Regions from separate parts of the Sus scrofa genome. Here regions 1 and 3 are each linked to region 2. A link is a contact called in public HiChIP or PLAC-seq and promoter capture Hi-C data. All regions are on one chromosome and are shown on one strand. The core of a region is the stretch at or near the end of the contact, and the rest is flanking DNA. Distances in the headings are between cores, read along the strand shown.

The links. Promoter capture Hi-C pulls out the DNA fragments that hold promoters and counts their contacts. HiChIP or PLAC-seq counts read pairs in DNA pulled down with a chosen protein or histone mark.
Region 1: a promoter capture Hi-C map of fetal liver shows a contact between it and region 2, with 1.8 times the contacts expected there. The contact joins the promoter of VCPKMT here to the promoter of ARF6 in region 2. A contact is called at or near these places in 3 of 5 promoter capture datasets (fetal liver, liver and skeletal muscle), 5 of 47 Hi-C or Micro-C datasets (alveolar macrophages, blood, embryonic fibroblasts and 2 more) and 2 of 2 datasets of contacts at active chromatin or transcription factors (alveolar macrophages and skeletal muscle).
Region 3: an H3K27ac HiChIP or PLAC-seq map of alveolar macrophages shows a contact between it and region 2. The contact joins the enhancer-like site here to the promoter of ARF6 in region 2. A contact is called at or near these places in 3 of 5 promoter capture datasets (fetal liver, liver and skeletal muscle), 5 of 47 Hi-C or Micro-C datasets (alveolar macrophages, blood, embryonic fibroblasts and 1 more) and 2 of 2 datasets of contacts at active chromatin or transcription factors (alveolar macrophages and skeletal muscle).

Annotation. Positions count from the first base shown.
Region 1 is chr1:179,906,160-179,910,778 of Sscrofa11.1, reverse strand. VCPKMT (protein-lysine methyltransferase METTL21D) reads left to right here and starts at 3,340. Exons shown (of 6, transcript XM_021101519.1): 1 at 3,340-4,096; 2 at 4,194-4,304; 3 at 4,476-4,548. The coding sequence starts at 3,831. SOS2 (son of sevenless homolog 2) reads left to right here. Exons shown (of 23, transcript XM_021101439.1): 22 at 1-77; 23 at 1,474-3,201. The coding sequence ends at 1,983.
Region 2 is chr1:179,711,927-179,716,811 of Sscrofa11.1, reverse strand. It overlaps ARF6 (ADP ribosylation factor 6), which reads right to left and starts at 2,775. Exons shown (of 1, transcript NM_001078677.1): 1 at 2,248-2,775. The coding sequence starts at 2,775. The coding sequence ends at 2,248.
Region 3 is chr1:179,881,870-179,886,437 of Sscrofa11.1, reverse strand. It overlaps LOC110262125 (a long non-coding RNA gene), which reads left to right. Exons shown (of 3, transcript XR_002346707.1): 2 at 3,227-3,307. Among named protein-coding and RNA genes, the nearest start is that of VCPKMT, 23 kb to the left of the region's middle. Within about 2 kb of position 1,662, at least 55 of the 83 cell types and tissues checked have an H3K27ac peak or open chromatin away from gene starts, as enhancers often do. A contact at or near this core is called in alveolar macrophages, embryonic fibroblasts, fetal liver and 1 more, where this site is marked.

The sequences.
Region 1 (4,619 bases), core at 2,091-4,590, 190 kb before region 2:
AACTAAGTGAAGAGCCACTGATTCCTCCTCCGCTTCCTCCTCGAAAAAAGTTTGATCATGATGCTTCAAATTCCAAGGTAGTCAACAGGACTTAGGTTTGCCTTAACTTAATCAAAGCTGTGAATCCTCAGAACTTGCTTGTTCTTATAAAGAGTCTGTCGATTATACTTTGGCCACCCTTTATGGTTTTTAAACATTTAGGTGGTTTTATTTTAAAAATACTTTAAATAATTGTTTAATCCTCGTAATACTCTTTCTTAAAAAGAAGCTGGGAAGATTCACAGATACTCAGAAGTCCATTTATTTCTGATAGAGATGGAAAGAATTTTAGTATTCAGAGCGTTCGCCAAACTTTAGTCTGACCGGAAGTACCTGAAAGGCTTGTTAAAACCAGATGGCCAGAGTTTCAGATTCAGTAGATCTGGGGCTCAAGAATTTGCATTTCTTTCCTTTTTTTTTTTTTGCTTTTTAGGGCCTCACCTACAGCATATTGAGGTTCCCAGGCTAGGGGTCTAATCGGACCTACAGCTGCTGGCCACAGCAGTGCAGGATCCGAGCCATGTCTGTGACCTACACCACAGCTCATGGCAGTGCCAGATCTTTAACCCACTGAATGAGGCCTCATGGTTACTAGTCGGATTCGTTTCCACTGAGCCACCATGGGAATTCCTGCATTTGTAACAAGTTCCCTTCTAGTGCTGATGCTGTTGATCCCTGGATCATATCATATTTTAAGAACTCCCACTTTGGAGTTCCTGTCATGGCTCAGTGGTTAACAAACCTGACTAGGAACCATGAGGTTGTGAGTTGGATCCCTGGCCTTGCTCAGTGGGTTAAGGATCCGGCATTGCCATGAGCTGTGGTATAGGTTGCAGACGCAGCTCTCAAATCCCGCATTGCTATGGATGTGGCATAGGCCAGTGGCTGCAGCTCTGATTGGACCCCTAGCCTGGTAACCTCCATATGCTGCGAGTACAGCCATAAAAAGAAAAAAAGAAAAACAACTAAAAAACTCCCACTTTCAGCCTCACTGAGGATAGTAGAAGTCAGTGACCAAAAACTAGAATTTGGTATATTAAGATATTTTTGATATACCAAATAAGGTATATTTGGATACATATTAAGTCCTCTTGATATCATGTCCTTTCATGTCTAAAAAGCTATGTATTCTTTTCACTCACTTGCCCATTATTATAATTAAAATACATAAACTTATAAACTGTGTATGCAAAACAAGGTAATCTGAGGCTTTATGTTCTAAGATTTCAATTAAAACATCTCATATATAAAAATAGTAAACTGAGCCTTGAGTGAGGCTGGGAGTAATTTATTCATAAATCTGAACATTAAACCAGATTAATGTATTTTGGACTTTCTAGATTTAACTTGCAAGAATTTTTCAATCTTTTTAAGACTTTTTCTCACAAATTTTTCAGGAGAACAGAAGTATAATTTAATATTTTTGTTTTTGAGGGAAATATGAAATCCGATGATGACCCCCCTGCTATTCCGCCAAGACAACCTCCTCCTCCAAAGGTAAAACCCAGAGTTCCTGCTCCTACTGGTGTGTTTGACGGACCTCTGCCTAGTCCACCTCTACCACCGCCAAGAGATCCTCTTCCTGATACCCCTCCACCGGTTCCCCTTCGGCCTCCAGAACACTTTATAAACTGTCCATTCACTCTCCAGCCACCTCCACTGGGACATCTTCACAGAGATCCAGACTGGTTCAGAGATGTTAGTATGTGTCCAAATTCTCCAAACACTCCTCCAAGCACACCATCTCCAAGAGTACCACGTCGATGCTATGTGCTCAGTTCTAGTCAAAATAATCTCGCTCATCCTCAAGCCCCCCCCATTCCACCAAGGCAGAATTCAAGCCCTCACCTACCAAAACTGCCACCAAAGACTTATAAACGGGAGCTTTCGCACCCCCCATTGTATAGACTGCCTTTGCTAGAAAATGCAGAAACTCCTCAATGACCTTAGCCATATGTAGTCATTGACACTGGAATGGTATTTGTAAAGTTTTTTTTTAATTTATTCAAAAATGCATAGTATTTTAGTACTTTTTAAAAATAATGCTCTTACAAAAATGCTACTGATCAAATAAGCTTTTAAAAATTGGAAAAATGAAAATACAGAAGTCCTTTACCATTATCCTCAGGTGATCAGTAGCATTGCCTTGTCTTAGATCCTCAGTGCTGCCAAAAGGCCAGTATAAAGAAATTATATTTGCACTGTAGACTCTGCTAAAATATGGTTTAAAGTGATAATTGATTGCACTGAAAGGGGATAGTGCATTTGTGGAATTTTTCAAATTTGAGTAATAGATGACTTTTTAAGGCAGTGAATTTACACACGTATGGGGGGGGTGAGTGATACTGATTTTTTAAGCCTCTTTGACCATCTTCTAGTTTTTACATCTAGTTTTTACATTTAGGAAAATTGTGAATAACACCCACTGTTCTTAAACTCTTTAATGCCATGTCTTAAATGCCAGAATTTGCTGCTGAAGACAAAAATGAAAAAGAGAATGAAAATAATAGAATGCACTGTGTTTATTATTTTGTCAAAATGTAAACAGACTACCTAACCCAATCATAGAGGGAAAAAGGGCATATATCTTATACAGATGTGCCTTTTTGTTTTTGCAGACTATGATGTCTTTAGCTAACGAGTTGCCTATTGTTTTGGGATGTAAAGTTAATATGCCATATATGTACAGTTTTGTTTATATTGTATATTTAAAGACAGTGCTAATAATGTATATAAGTTTATGTGACTTAAGGCCTATAATACAATCTGCTACTTTACTAATTCATGAATTCAGAGGACAAGTTTCTTATGGCCTAGGAACCAACTGCATTGCCTTGAAAACCTAATAACTTTCCCTGTAAATCCTGTGTTAATAAAATTTTTTAAAATATTTTTTTAGATTGGTAATATTTAAACCAGCATATACTTAAAGCTTTATTAAACTTTTTAATCAGAAAAGTGAGTAAAACTTTTATTTGCCATTTGATTTGGACTCCTTCCCTCAAAGTGATGAAAAAGTGTGTTTTGCTCTCAGTGCCACAGCAGCAGTTGTAAAGTAGTCAGAAGCCACGTTGTTTATTTACTGGTCAGTGGCCTTTTACTGTGCTTTGTATCAGAGTTTCTAACAAGATTAATAAATCACCCAAGTCTTAATTTTTTAAAGACTTTTAAAATATGTGTTTTCATTATATGGAACAAGGGGGTAAGATTGTTGAGTTCTGTAGAAATAAATTATTTTCCCTATTTTGTGCAATTAAAATTCCATAATCCTAAAGAATTCAAGTGATGTAAACTTTGGAGGGATAACTTTACCTTCACTGTTACTGCATTCAGATGAAAAATTAGCATGTTAGAAAATCTTATCCTCCTAAATTTAAAATTAGTAGGATGATAGCTATCCTCGGTAGAATCTTGGAAGCTGCCTGGATTTAAGGCCGGCAAATGCTGTGTGAATCAGTCTCCAACCAGGTAAAAATACTCAGGTTGGCTTTTTTTTTTTTAAGAGCAGATTATAATACTAGCTTTGTCCGGAAAATTGATCTAAACTGTCAGTTCTTGAAGCCAGACTTGAAATTTTGGGAAGAACGTGTCAGTTCCGCTCCTAGGGGAAGCCCTGGCCACGGGGTAGGCACTTTGGTGGAGCCTTGCCTTCCGGGCTCTCTGCCTTCGCGCATGCGCTCTGGCGCCAACACCTCCGCCAGGAGAAGCGGGGCCCCAAGCCAGTCGAGGAGCGGGGCTGTGCGCATGGTTGTGATGTCACTGTGTGCGCCACATCTTGTTGCCAGGCAGCGATGGCGGCTACTCTGGAGTCATCCGAGGAGGACACGCTGCTGAACTTTGTGCGAGTTTTGGAGAAGCGAGATGGCACGGTGTTACGACTGCAGCAGTATGGCTCCGGCGGCGTGGGTTGCGTTGTTTGGGACGCTGCCATTGTCCTTTCTAAATACCTGGAAACGCCCGGGTTTTCCGGCGATGGGGCCCACACTCTGAGCCAGCGGTCGGTGCTGGAGCTGGGCTCTGGCACCGGGGCGGTGGGGCTCATGGCTGCTACCCTCGGGTAAGAGCTGGCGGGAAGGGACGGCGCTTTGTTGGAGAAACCGCCATTACCGGCTTCCCAACCTTGTGCCTCTACCTCAATCAATGTTATTTTATAGGGCAGATGTCATAGTCACCGATCTTGAGGAATTGCAGGACTTACTGAAGATGAATATTAATATGAACAAGCATCTTGTCACTGGTTCTATTCAAGCCAAGGTACTGAAATGGTTTGTATGGCCTTTAAGCTTTTTTTAGATAACGATTTGTAGTTTGCTTTAAATTGTGTTTCACTGTAAGTACGGTTAATTCGAAGGGAATTTTCTGGGTCTTGTTTATAAAACAAGAATATTTTAAGTTATTAAAGCAACAGTGAAAAATATTTGGTTGACATTTTTAAGGGGGGAAGAAATAGAAGACTTTCCTTCTCCACCAGACTACATACTGATGGCTGACTGCATATACTACGAAGAGGTGAGTAATGAGTGAAATTTCTTCGTTTAGAGGTTGCATACACCGTTTTCCATGGGTTCTAAAGCACACAT
Region 2 (4,885 bases), core at 1,526-4,025:
ATGTATAAAATTTTAACTATGCCCCCAGTTTTTTTTAAGACACAAAAAAATGGCTGCCTACCAATTTGTCTGTCACAAGTTAGAATACTACATTTAAGAATTACATGAGGGTTTCAAGTTTCCTCCAGTTTAGGCATTAATACCTTTGTGCTTGTCTTGTTTCAGGATGTTACTATAACATTGATATTTGTATAATCCATGTTTATGTACCTTAATAAGTAATCATTTAAAACACTAAATTTATGATGAAACTGGGAATTTTAAAAGCAGCTAAAATGTTTAGATATATCAGCTTCATTTCTAGAGATGCTTCTACTAAAGTGAAACTGAACTTTATACTTTAGTTGCATTTTGAATTCAAAAATCCCTCTGCACCATCAGGAGCCTACAACATAGCACCTTTTCTCCTCTACTTTAAGTAAAATGTTTGTCAAAAGTTTGAAGTTACTTTTTTATAGCCTTATGTTGCTCAAACATCTTTGGTAAAAGCTCCGTTATACAATATGGCCAAAACATGAAGGACCAATACTGTCCAATCATATACCATGACATCCCGCTCAATTTTAGTTTTCAGATACCCTCATAAACAAAACCCACTCGGCCTTTTCCTGTATGCTGCCATTGCAGTCTACATTTGTGAAATACCCTAATTCCTTGAGGATCTCTAAAATTAATCCTTAAGGCTATATAAGAACCAGATGCTGTTACACACAATTCTGTATCAAGCATTAACATTTGGTTCAAAGTATTACCATAGTGGTCTCAATAATCTTGTTACTGGTCCTAACCAGCTAAGCAAGTCATCTTGTTAAGATCTGGATATCACCAGTGAGCACACTGCTTACCCTTGAATAAGTTTACATTCATTGTCATCTGTAGGTTCTTTCTCTACATCCTACTTCCCCTTTGTCATTCTTCAAGTCTACACATCATTCATTCATCTCACATTTCCTTCCTTAAAGGAGATGGTGTATCATTGAACCAACAGGATATCTGACTATTTGCATGAGTTAATCCTACAATCAAAAAGAATACCTTTCTTATAAAACATCTTTTCCAGTGTTCTAATTAATGGAGATAAGAATCACTCGTCTATTAAAAAAAGATATCTTCAGCTTATTCAGTTGCTGTAATGTGGAAACAGGAATGTTTTTCTTTCCAACTAGGTAAAAGGTGCATATAACTTGAATTGTTAAATGCTTTATTAATGAACAAAGTAAACATTCTGGTAATTTTAATATGATTGGTCTTAGACATTTGAAACATAGTAAAAGATATATTCCAGTTTTGCCCAAAAGTCACTTAAAATATCTACAAATATTTCTTTTGTATATGGCATACAACATTATTGCTCCATTTTCTGGAAGAGTCTGTTTTTAAAGTTAAAAAAGAGGGAAAACACAGCAAAGTTGCTAACTTTGCAGTGAAAAAAAAAATCTGTGTCCTTGACTGGTTACATTTTCATATTTTTATGCACTGTAAGTTAGCTCTGTAAAGGGGAACTTGAGTTTTATCCTTACTCATGCATGATGTATGTTTCAGAACTTAAAAGCTGACATTTCAAAGAACTTACATTACCTGTTTTAACATACTGATGTGCAACTGGAACATATTACAATGATATTACTCATTATTTGCCCCTGTGGGCTAAGTTTACTATACTGGTCTTAGATATAAAAGGTCACATTTGAATTTACTAAGTTGGAATTCATAAGGGAGGGGGAAAAGGCCTTAAATATAAAAGACAAACGGCAGTTTGATTAAGCAATAATTTTCAGTTTACTAGATGAAACAGACTTGCAACATAGTCTGCATGAATGCAAAATAAGCCATCTACAGCAAGTGATAAGGAAACTGGGCAAAAAGGAAAAAAGCATACATTGGAAAAGAAGATTCTCTCGAAATAAAAAAATCAAACCATTATTATAAAGGAATTTATCAAGAACTGCTGTATTTCCCCCATCCCATTTGCTGGAAGTCAACGAGAGTATCTAAGTACTTTGTGTTCGTGTCAAAAGTCAGCTCAGAGCATCCTAACGCAAAGCCAAAAAAAAAAAAAGAAAGAAAGAAAAAGAAAAGAAACAAAAAAGAAACCCCCTAACCCCCTCCCCCAAACCGTAGAACTGTAACTCCAAAGTTCAAATTCAAAAGAAGAGAAAGTGGCAATTCAAAGAGGTGATGGTGGCGATAATCCTATGAATGGGTTTTTGATTTCTCTCCTTCTGGGGGATGGGTGGAGAATGCTCATTAGGATTTGTAGTTAGAGGTTAACCATGTGAGCCCCTCATAGAGTCCGTCCCCCGAGGTGGCACAGGAGGGCTGCACATACCAGTTCCTGTCCCGAATCCGGGTCAGGCCCAGTTTCTCCTGGATCTCGTGGGGTTTCATGGCATCAGGCAGGTCCTGCTTGTTGGCGAAGATGAGGATTATGGCGTCCCTCATCTCCCGGTCATTGATAATGCGGTGTAGCTCCTGGCGGGCCTCGTCTATGCGGTCGCGGTCGGCGCAGTCCACTACGAAGATCAGACCCTGGGTCCCGGTGTAGTAATGCCGCCAGAGCGGCCGGATCTTGTCCTGGCCGCCCACATCCCATACGTTGAACTTGACGTTTTTGTAAGTCACCGTCTCCACGTTGAAACCCACGGTGGGGATGGTGGTCACCGACTGGCCCAGCTTCAACTTGTACAGGATGGTTGTCTTGCCGGCCGCGTCCAGGCCCAACATGAGGATTCGCATTTCCTTGTTCCCGAAGATCTTAGATAGCACCTTCCCCATCGCTTCGGAGGAACCGGGGCCGGGGGCATTCAGGTGTCCCGGGTCCCCTCCAACAACGCCGCCGCCGCCGCGAAACCGAAACGGAGCTTCCCAGTCGCGAGGGGGCCCGTGCGGCCTGCGTGGGAGTTGCCTCCTCAGGGCAGAGGCCCGGGCCCGTAGCTCACTCGGGCATCACCGACCACACAACTTGATTCCTCCCGTCGCCGCGGCCTGAGTCTGCGTTGGGAGAGCCGCCGCCCTGCTGAGGCGCGGCCCGGCCCGGAACTGCCCTTCCCCCCGCAGGCGCCGTACAAGCGCCGCCGCCGGCTCCTGCTCGGCCGCCTTCACCTCACTCCGCCGCGGGAGACTGCGGCCCTTCGGCCCGGCCTCCGGTCCGCGGAGCACCGCGCTCACCACTGACCCAGGCCACACGAGAGCAGAGCGGCTCCGGCGCCCCGTCGGGTCATTGATCCTCGCGGGAACTCGGTGCGCTGCCTGCAGAAACACAGAGAGGAAAAAGGGAGTTACTGCGGGAGCCCCAGAAGAGAGCGGAGGCCGAAGGAGCCCGCCTTTCCAGCTCAGCCCAGGAGGTTACCTCCAGCCGCCGCCCAGAGCGCGGGCTCCCTCCGGCCTCCACCGCCTCCTCCCAGTTCTACCGCCGCCGCCGCCGGAAAAGGCGCCGAGGAAACCGCCTCACTTCCCCTCCCGACGACGCAGGCGCAGCAGAGGCCGACCGTTCGGGACAAGAGCGACCTCTGTAAGGAGAGCGGCCTGCGCGCCAAGCGTCAGGGGCGCCACGCGCGGAGGGGCGGGGCTACGGCGGCTCGGAGGCTCCCAGGTGGGGCCAGCCCTGCTCCCGCGCAGCCCGGGCTCTGACCCGCGCCCACCTGTAGCTATTCTAGCGTCTTCTCCCCTCTCTGCTTTTCTCTTCCGCGCGCTCTCCTCCTCCGCCCCCATTGGAACCTGAGAAGCAGATCCACTGGGTGGGGCCCGTTGGCCGCCCGCTCTCCAGATGAAAGCCTCCCCCTGCTTTGCTTCCAGGCCTCTTCTCCGTCCTCGGCGCCTGCCAGATGCTCTGCGAGTTCTCTCTTGCCCACCCCAGGCTTCGTGTGCCCTCCATCTCCCTGTGAATCCCTATCTGCTGTTTTAAACCTTTCACCCAACTCCCTTTGGCTTTCTTTTTCCTTCGTTTTGTGCATTTCCTGAGAGACACGTGGGAGGCCAGTGGTTCCCGTGGGATTTGCCGTTCAGTGCGGCGCGTTTACTGGGTTTGGGTTTCCTCTAAAGCCCGTCTTTTGAGTGTTTGAGCCGTCAGGAGCAATCCACGTTTCTTAAAAATTACAGTATTTTCAAGACTTCCCATGCTTTTCCTTTTTAAATATCTTTTACTGTGATTAGTAGTAGTTTCTCATTCTTAATTTTCAGCAGCCTCGTCTATATAATCTTAGCGTTGGATTTAGAATAGGAAAAACTACTTCTGACGCCTGGATTCGGACATTTGACCTTATCGAGTTGATCTCATGCGTAAACTGAGTGTAATTCTGACCCCACTGTCTAGAAGCCCACTTGAGGGCTTTTATTATTATACGTATAATGTTTGTAGAAAGGGAACCCTCTTTGTATCAAATGATTAGTGATAAAGTTCAAATATGAAGAAAGCTTGAAATAAACCAAAAGGAGGAAAAACAGGAAAATAGCGTGTTTGTTTTTTTTTTTTAAAGAATATGATGTGATAGCATAAAGTAACATACTTTTTGTTTCACAGTTTAAAAAAAATTTGATAATGGTAGATTGGTTAAGTGATAACCTTTAAGCTTCAGCCTGAAGTAAATTTACTGAAGTTACTAATATTTTGGCAATGATTTAATTTACTTTCTTCCTTAATATGTACTGTCTTAAAACAAAGGATGTGCAGTCAGAAGACTGGGGTTTCAAATGTCACCCTCCATTTTATAGCTGTGAATCCTTTTCTCTCAGCCTTTGCAAACTTCATTTTCTTTACCTGTTGAACCAAATGAAGAATGATACCATGAATGAAAATAGTCATTATTTATTGATTGTTATAAACACTGTACTAAATACTTCAAATATTTTAATATGCATTGCAACCATGTGAGTTAGCTTTGAGGTT
Region 3 (4,568 bases), core at 413-2,912, 170 kb before region 2:
TGTGAGCTGTGATGTAGGTCGCAGACGAGACTCGGATCCCGAGTTGCTGTGGCTCTGGTGTAGGCCGGCGGCTACAGCTCTGATTGGACCCCTAGCCTGAGAACCTCCATATGCCACTCCCTTGAGTGCGGCCCTATAAATTAAAAAAAAAAAAAAAAGGCTTTGCCTCCCATTTTTTAATTTTTTTTTTTTTTTTTTTTTGGTCTTTTTAGGGCTGTGCCTATGGCATATGGAGGTTCCCAGGCTAGGGGTCCAATCGGAGCTACAGCTGCCAGCCTACACCACGGCCACAGCAACTCAGGATCCAAGCCTCCTCTGTGACCTATACCACAGCTCAGGGCAATGCCGGATCTCTAACCCGCTGCACAAGGCCACAGATTGAACCTGCATCCTCATGGATTCTAGTCAGATTTGTTTCTTCTGGGCCACAATGGGGACTGTCTCCTATTTCTAAAATGTGGTTTTGGTTGCAGTGTGTTGAGGACTAATCTGTAATAGTCATTATCAAACTTGACAGTGGTGGTGGACAGCCTCTAAGACAGCCCCCAAAGATTCCTGCCTCTCAATATGGATAATTTCTCTTAGTCTGGATTTGGATTTGTCTTAAAAAGTCTCAGTCTCTCTTTCTCTCTCTCCCTCTCTCTCTCTCTCTCTCTCTCTCTCTCTCTCTCTCTCTCTCTCACACACACACACACACACACACACACACACCCTAGCTTGGGGGAAAATCCAGCAGAGCCATGTGATGGGGAACCAATGTTTTCAGCTAAAAGTCAAAAAAGACCTGATTGACAGCAGCTTCTCCAGCACAGGCACAGTCTGGAAGTGTTTGCAGCCTGAACCAACACCTTGATTACAGCATCATGAGAACCCCTTAGCCAGAATCCCAAAGCTAAGTCAATCCCACCTTCCTGATGTATAGGAACTTTGGGATAATCAGTGTTGGTTGTTTTTAGCTTCTGTGTTTTAGGGATATTTGTTAGGAAGCAATAGATAACATACACATATGCATCAGAAGCACCTAGATTCTTGGTAAAATGTGTATTTCTGGGTCTTACCACATTCAGTGGATGTGGCCTGAAGTCTTTGCCTTTTCGCCAGGAATCCCAGGAGAATCAGAAGTGAAAACTTTCTGTATGAGCACACACAGCAAAAATAAACACTCCCTGGAAAGGCCTGGGGGGAGAGAAGACTAAGGGGAGTATGGTTGCCAGATAACTTACAGGACACCCAGTTCTATTTGAATTTCAGATAAATAACAAAAAAATGTTTTAGTATAAGCATGCCCCTTGCAGTGTTGGGGACATATTTATACCAAAACATATTTGTTATCTGAAATTCAAATTTAACTGCGTGGTCTGTATTTCTATTTGTTAAAAACTATCTAGAAGGAAAGCCCCACCCAAGTGATGGCCCAGACGGAAATAAAGTGGTGCCTTCTTTTCACAGATGGCAGGATTTTAATCCCTGAGGGATGAGGGGTTTAAAGGTGCTTGGCTGGGCCCTGCCCCTCTTCCACCTGGAAGGCAGACTGCAGACTTAGGGCCCTTAAAATGTTTCTTTGGAGGGTTGGGGTTGGGGGAGGAGTGGTGTGGAGTAGGAGGATGGAGAACTGCTCTGGAAGCCCTCCTCCACGGCCCCGCCCACTCCGAGATGCTGGTGGATCCAAGGAGAGAACAGGATGCAGGGTTGGGTCCAGCCCCTGGTGGCCCAGTGCACCCAGCTCCCTGGAGAAGTTGGTCATGTCTGTGTAGATGTCCCTGCCTGATGGGTTCTACACATGGTGCTGGGAACAAGCTTCTCTGGGTGCAGATGGCATCAGGTTCTTCCAGAGCAGTGAATGAATGCCAGTCTTCCCCCACACCCCTCCAGGAACTCAGATGAATGCAGCTGCTCATAATAAATGTGTGCCTTTCTCATTCTGAGTATGTCTGAGTCTCTGACGAGTTGTATTTATTGTAGCTCTCAGCCTTGTAAAGAGGAGGATGGTTTCAAAGACATTCCCTAATGACTGAGGTTTTAAGAACTCTGGCTTTCACTTCTGTATATGCTTTATTGTCACAGGGAACCGTCTTAATTTTGATGTGTTTATTTTCAACTATGAAACATCTTCAAAGAGATGGGGAATGAATGAGAATATGTGTGGGAGAGAAACGGGGAGAGAGAGAGAGCTTGGCTGGGTAGACTGAAACGTTTAAGGCAGGGATGGAAGAGAATGGCGCAGAAAATGTGCAGCTGCAGTAGAATCAGAGCCTTAAATAAGTGCTTTGAAACCAGACACCAAAAGTGAGGTCACGTCATTCCGAGCTCTGGTTCAGCCTTGCCCAGCGGCCTGACGCAAGCTGAAAAGCCACAGGAGGGGAACTCAGCTGAATCTCTCTCCTGAGTGAAACTGTGGAGGGGACTGAGTTTTTTTTTTTTTTTTTTTTTTTTAGAGGAAGGGAGGAGGTTTAAATCAAATGTACAGAATGTGTTCCCTGGAGGCTCTCAAGGTCTCTAAGCACCTTCACAAGCTGCTTCATAAAACCAGCATGGCCAACACAAAACAAATTTGCAAAGTAGAAGGCCAAGGATGATGTTGCCATTTCATACTTTGTATATCAGGGAGAACCCCACAGGAATTGCTCAGTTCCAGGACCACCACCCCAAATGCGGCTGACTTTGGGGGAAAATGCAATTGACTCTAGACTACAGATGGTTTAAAGCTGGAAGGGGCCTTACCCATCCAGTCCAGGTTCCTCTTTTACAGAGAAGAATCTAGGCTCCCACTTTGGCCTTCCGTTTGGTTCTCTCTGGGTATTTGAAAAATTAATAGCTACCTCAAAGATTTATTGTGAGCATTCATGTAACGATGTATATAAAGCACTTGGTACTTAGTAACTGGGATCTGTTATTATTATTTCACCAGGTCTTTGTATTTAGGCATGTGGCAGTGTTAAGGTCAGAGGGGAGTATTTCAGCATAGGTTAAACAAAACAAAACAAAAAAGAGCCCAGCTTCCTGAGACAGGGTTCATATCTTTGTAGTCTTTTAGCTTGGAAAGAACCACTGCACCATTTAATTCAATTCCTTTGTTTTAGAGCTGATGAAACTCAGGTATAGACAGGTAAGGGCTTGCTCAGGATCCTCCAACTACCTCCTTTTCTGGAACCCCATATCCTGCCAGCAAGGCAGGGAAACTGCCATGTCCTAGAAACTCGACTGAGAGGGTATCTCTTTTCTGCAGGAGCAGATGGGAATTTCTGACACATCAATTCCAATGCTCTGTTGGATTCTTTCAAGCACTGCCACTGCCGCCACCACCAAGGTAAATGAGTGAAAGTGCTACATTCTCAACTCCTGAGAGAAGAGGGAGTAATTAAGTACAAAGGCAAGTCTGGGTTTGAAATTAATGACTGTGGGATTCTGAAATGATTTTGAGATAAAATGAATAGTTTACATTAATTTGCATTGCAGTAGACAACATGGCTAGGAAAAACTGCTCTGTTGAATTTAGGAGACAAAGATCATGTCCATTATTTTCATTCTCGGCCTCAGGGAGCTTGGAGAGGGAGGAGCAGTGAGAGATTTAAAGCTTTTAATGCTCACTGTTCAGAAATATGATTTTTTTTTCTGAAACAGATTAGCTTTTAAGGATATAGTAACATTGGTTAAGTAGTGGTATGTATTTTGTCTGTTTACTTTTTTCATCATCATGGCAAATTTAGGAGATAGGTGCTGGAATTATGTCCATTTCACAGATTAGAAAAGTAAGACCAGAGAGTAACTTAGTCAAAGTCAAATAGCTAATACATGATCATCACCAAGACCCAATCTTGGAAGCTGGCTGTGGAGCCTTTCTCTTAACTCACTATGCTCTATCGCCTTGAGAGAGTTAAGGTACCAAACCCAAGAGACTAGAAACTATTTTGACGTCCCTCATGAGAATATGCTTTTCATCACATTACTGTTCCAAGGTTAAGTGTATGGAGCTGAACCTCATGGTCTCTAATGCACTGGTCCAGCTGCTTCCACCATACTCTTGGTCTGGAAATTCCCTGGAAACATAGGTGGAATCTTTTTCTTTATATACTCTCCCGTATTCACCCCTTAGTTTACACTGCTGGATGAAAATTAGAACCCAGCTGTTTTTCAGCCCACAAATGGCTTAAGAGCTCAGCACCAAACTCAGTATTATAGATTTTTCAAAAGCATACAACCCATCCCCAAGAAGCCATCCGTACCAGCTTAAAGGGAGTAGGATATTTCAGTGAGGAGGATAATGAAGGGACGCGATGGTAGCAATTCTATTCCATTTTTTTTCCTGAGGGTATAAGGAGGCACCAAGATCTTAATCCCCTTTCTCTTTATTTTGACTTGGAGATGATGGCACCATCGCTTCTTAGACCAACATAGATAAAATCTATAATAAACCCAATAAAAGTAAATACATGGAGAGGAGGCACTTACCAGTAATTTAGTTTGAATAAATGAGTGAATGCTTTGATACCTTTTTATATACAAGGAAGCAACTATATGCTACACATACTGTACAGGCTGTACCCACTCCTTTTTCACTTAAGGTATCT